Linked DNA regions of Salmo salar: region 2 is linked to region 1. A link is a contact called in public Hi-C data. All regions are on one chromosome and are shown on one strand. Each heading gives the region's core, a stretch centred on a gene start, on an enhancer-like site or on the middle of the called end of the contact. The rest is flanking DNA. Distances are from core to core; before and after follow the strand shown. Region 1 holds the start of LOC106588187 (regulation of nuclear pre-mRNA domain-containing protein 2). Region 2 holds the start of atp5if1a (ATP synthase inhibitory factor subunit 1a).

Region 1 (2,654 bases), core at 79-2,578:
ATATGCCCTTTAAAGCCTGAGCAAATATATATTATAACCCACTTGGTTAGAGCCTTGAATGCTGATTGGCTGAAAGCTGTGGTATCCCACGAATATGACAAAACATTTATTTTCACTGTTCTAATTATGTTGGTAACCAGTTGATAATAGCAATAAGTCACTTTGGGAGTTTGTGGTATATGGCCAATATACCGTGGCTAAGGGCTGTATCCAGGCACTTTGCGTTGCGTCTTGCCTAATAACAGCCCTTAGCCGTGGTATGGTATATTGGCCATATACCACACCTTCGGGCCTTATTGCTTAAGTATCCAGCTGCAGTCCTATAGCATGGCCTGTCACCAAAAGTGGCCTTTCACTAAAAACGTATATTATTACCTATACTATCTCCTTTCCTAGTTCCCTTTCCTCCTTTCCCTTCCTAGCTCAATTTCCTCCTTTCCTTTCCTAGTTCCTTTCTGATTTTCAATTCCTCCTTTCCTAACTCCCTTTCCTCCTTTCCTAGCTGCCTTTCCTTTCCTCTTTTCCTAGCTTCCTTTCCTAGTCAATTTTCTTCTTTCCTAACTCCCTTTTTTCATTTCCTAGACCCCTTTTCCTATATAAATGTTGTTCCTTTCCTAGCTCCCTTACCTCCTTTCCTAGATTCCTTTCCTCTTCTCCTAGCCCCCTTTCCATCTAGCTCATTTTCCTCCTGATTTTCTAGCTCCCTTTTCTTTCCTCCTTTGCTAGCTCCCTTTCCTTTCCTCCTTTGCTAGCTCCCTTTCCTTTCCTGACTTTTTTATTTAATTTTAAACACAATACAACCACACTGTACTGGATATAGTACAATGCCTTTAAAATCATCGAGGATGACACAAAAACTTTCATTTCCATCGTGGTCCTCTTTAAAATAAATGAAAACAAAATATACACAAGATTATAACATGAAAACAAAATACTAGAAAAAGAGGAAAAGAGCTAGGAAAAGAGGAAAGGAAGCTAGGCATGGAAGAAGTCAAAGGCAGTTAGGAAAGGATAGGTGGGAAGGGAGCTAGGAAAGCAAAGGAGTGGAGGAAAGGAAGAAAAGGATCAATGAAAGTATGCTAGGAAAGAAAGAAAGGAATTTTTAAAAAAGAGGAAAAGAAGATAGGAAAGAAGGAAATGGAGCTAGGATAGGAGGGAAGGGAGTTAGGAAAGTGATCTTGGAATGTAAAGGGGAAGAAAGAAAGATGCATGATTTTAGTGACAGGCCATGCTGAGCTGCAGCTATTTAGCCACATAGTGGCGCTACATTCACATTAAATCGTCTGTTTTGAATGAGTTTTCTAGTAACGACCAACCAACTCTATAATAATACATTCCTTTGTTGCACAAGTTGTTGAAATAAAACCAATGACATAATATACGTAATCGTTAGCAAGTACAGTAATAACTGAATGTACTGTTAAAACAATAGCAATTTACTAATGTGTACAGCCAGCGCGGCACCATTCCGCACAAGTGCACTCTTGACTAGGTTGATCACAACGCGCGACAGGCAAGAACCAGCTAGCTTGTCAGTTCAAGGCCTGGAGAATGGCTGCAGGGTCTGGCGCGTCAAGCGGCCACGGTCGTGGTTCGCCTGCGGCCCTAGAGTCAACTTTGGACCGACGGTTTCAAGGAGTGTCGAACACAATGGAATCAATTCAAGGACTATCAAATTGGTGTATCGAGAACAAGAAATACCACAGTCTTATCGTGCGTTACTGGATGAAATGGTTGAGGAAATGTGAGTTGCTAATCTTAGCTAGCTAACGTTAGCTGGTTTGCCTGGCTAGCTTAGCCAACTTTAGCTAGATAACTGTTAGCTAGCAACTTATATTAACAAATGCAGCTATGGTTACCGATTGTTGACACCATCTCATCTAGTTAGCTAGAATAACACGTGTGTGTTCGTGACATTGGTGCACAAGACAGGGATGTCATGTGAAACAAAAGCTAGTTTGTTAGGTAACGTTAGTTAACGCGGGTGTGCGGAAAATAGTACCCTGGAGCTTCTTAGCAAGCTAGGTAAATGCTGCCTTGCTAGCTAGGACTTGGAGTCCCAGCAAGACAAATGCTGTCACTACAAGCTGTTGACGTCTAACTAGCAAATGTTTGTTACAACGTATCTGGTCAGTTGTTGACAAACAATGGCTTTAGTTAACGAGTATTCTCCGCATAGATGTAACTTAGTGTAAAGCTTTTCGCTATAAATTCTACCCTGGAATAGGTTCTCCTGTTCAGACTTTCACATTCCTTGAAGCCATCCCTGGTTTTTGTCTGGATGGATGGCTACCTTTCTCTGTTCTTAGTGGTCTTGATGGGATGGAATTAGAATCACAATCATCAGTTTGAATTAGAAGATGTGTCCAAAACACTAAAATAATCAAGATACATGTTAGCCATTTCTCGAGCTAGTTAACTTGTTAGTAACTTTTATAAACATGTAGCTAGGCTAAGTGGTAACGTAACAAGTCAAACACTAGTTAACGTTATTGATGTTATTTCTCGTGTAACTTACTGTTTACTACATAGTAGTTATTACACACTAAATATAGGAACGTGTGAGGAGCAGACATGAGTAGGCTAACCTCTCATTTTGGGAGCTTCAGTTGTTGTAGGCCTATAGGAGGGTATAATGCTTGTGTATGATACTA
Region 2 (2,654 bases), core at 41-2,540, 240 kb after region 1:
CTTCCGTAGGGCAGACAACTGCTCCTTCTCCTTCTGACTGAGGAGCAAGAGGGAGAGAAAAGTGTGGATGATTTCTCTAATGAGGCAAAAATGAAACCAGGGGTGTATTAATTATGCCCATTATGTTGCAAAATGTTTTGCAACAGAAACAATTTACTCAAAACGGAAACCGTTTTCCAACGAGAACAATAGTTTATATTGGACAAATTTAGGTAGGCCCCTCCGAGTTTCATCCCGTTTCATTCATAAATGGTAAACGGTTTCCGTTGCAAGACGACATGAAAACACCCCTGTGTTGCGTTCATGTGGACTTAACATGAGGCATATACTATGATCAGACATTGTCCACTGGAGTCAAAAGGCAAGAGCTGTGCATACCTTCCTCCAAAATGGATAGCCTGGTTCATAAGCGTAGTAGTAATATGTCTGGTCATCCAGGTTACAAAAATAATCCACTTACCGAAAATAACGCTCCTCCTCTGCAGCCTGCCTCTTTCCAAAGGCACCACCTGCCTCCCTCACCGAGCCTCCTCCACCACCTCCCTTTCCTGCTCCTTTGCCCAGCTCACCCAGCTAGAGAGGGAGAGATATCATAAATCACAGGCGGAATCTGAACTCGGGTCTCCCACGGGAAAAAAACAAACATGTCACTATCTGACGTCAGGTCGAATATCTGACCACATCACATACCTGAATATATATTATGGAAAGAGAGCATTGGGTTAAATGTAACAACATAGCCTTTCTTAGACATCATCCATGGTTGGACTACGCCTTCATGGTGGTCCTACCATCCTAAACATTCCAAATCCCCTTTATTATTTCCTGACAAAACATATACAACACTGCCACCTACTGAGTTACTTACTACAGTTCAAGATAGCTGTCTCGGCTGGTCTACAAGTTAACCAAAACAATGAAACGGAAACATGATCAAACGTTTGTAATATAAAATGGATCAATAGAAGACAAACAGTACAATGATTCATTCGAGGAAAATCGCTACTTACTAGCTATGGGAACAGCAAATAAATTAACGAGCAAGCTATACAAAACAACACCACTGTCAGTGCGTCATTACATTTACCTGGTCGGATGTCATCCTGAATTGGGTGGCAAAGAAGCCCCGAAAATTGGATCTTAATAGTAGCCTCGCCATTACAATTTCTCAACTACGCAGATTAACAGCCCCACTGCAGCAAAAGTACTTTCACATGCGGAAATGTGCAATTTCACTGTGTGGGCGTGGCTGGAAAAACGATTTGCTGCCATCTAGCGACAGTGTGGGGAATCTTTGTTTGAATCTTTTATTGATTTTTATTTTTATTTTTATTAAACAGTAACATGCGAAACATAAACAGAACAGCCAAACGGATTCCACAAATAAATAAGAGAAGAAAAAAAACAAATCCACATTATATCAATTCAAATACAGACGCGTAGCGAATACATTTTTTTTACATTTTCAAATCAAATCAAAGTTTATTTGTCACGTGCGCTGAATACAACAGGTGTAGACCTTACAGTGAAATGCTTAATTACAGGCTCTAACCAATAGTGCAAAAACGGTATTAGGTGAACAGTAGGTAAGTAAAGAAATAAAAACAACATTAAAAAGACAGTGAAAAATAACAGTAGCGAGGCTATAAAAGTAGCGAGGCTACATACAGACACCGATTAGTCTGGCTGATTGAGGTGGTATGTACATGTAGATATGGTTAAAGTGACTATGCATATATGATGAACAGAGAGTAGCAGTAGCGTAAAATAGGTGGTTGGCGGGTGGCACACAAAGCAGATAGTCCGGTTAGCAAATGTGCAGGAGCACTGGTTGTTCGGGCCGATTGAGGTAGTATGTACATTTTTATTATTATTATTATTTATTTATTTCGCCTTTATTTAACCAGGTAGGCTAGTTGAGAACAAGTTCTAATTTACAACTGCGACCTGGCCAAGATAAAGCAAAGCAGTGTGACGCAGACAACAACACAGAGTTACACATGGAATAACATGGAATAAACAATAAACAAGTCAATGACACAGTTGAAAAAAAGAATGTCTATATACAGTGTGACACTATACATGAATGTATAGTTTAGACTACGTTACCCAGCAGGCTATGCGGGTGGGCAGGTGGTTGAAGAATGCCTTGCATGGCTAAACAAGGAGTTTTCTTGCTGAAGTATATGTTCATTGAAAGTAGTTAAACCTACGCCCCGGTTTGTCATTATACAAGGAACAAGTGTCAGATTATCAGATTGGTAGTTGCAATGACGAGACAGAGAAAAGAAAGGAGTAATTCTGCAAATTTCCGCAATGAAAATTGAACATTCTACCACAAGTTAAGTGACGTGAGTAGTCGAAGACGCTAGCTTGCCAGAGCAAGGGCAACGAGCCACGGCAGCGAGAGCGAAGCTGCATTGGAATCTGTTGACGAGCGAGTTGATGAGCAACATAAGAGAAATTGACACTCTTTCTGTTATCCGTCATGAATAGGCTTGGTCCTCCTATTCCTATGCAGTTAACCGGCAATCTAGCTGACAATAGGAAATGTTTCAAGCAGAGATTCAATATCAACCTAGCAGTCAGTGGAGCAGGGGGAGATGATGACAAATTGAAGGCTTCCATTTTTCTCCATGTGAGAGAGAGGAGAG

The links. A called contact is a pair of places that touch in the nucleus more often than the background predicts.
Region 2: a contact with region 1 is called in a Hi-C map of muscle, with 9 times the contacts expected there. The contact joins the promoter of atp5if1a here to the promoter of LOC106588187 in region 1. A contact is called at or near these places in 2 of 3 Hi-C or Micro-C datasets (gill and muscle).

The regions. Positions count from the first base shown.
Region 1 is chrssa27:1,832,010-1,834,663 of Ssal_v3.1, forward strand. LOC106588187 (regulation of nuclear pre-mRNA domain-containing protein 2) reads left to right here and starts at 1,329. Exons shown (of 13, transcript XR_001324603.2): 1 at 1,329-1,744.
Region 2 is chrssa27:2,071,229-2,073,882 of Ssal_v3.1, forward strand. atp5if1a (ATP synthase inhibitory factor subunit 1a) reads right to left here and starts at 1,291. Exons shown (of 3, transcript XM_014176940.2): 1 at 1,088-1,291; 2 at 461-573; 3 at 1-37. The coding sequence starts at 1,159.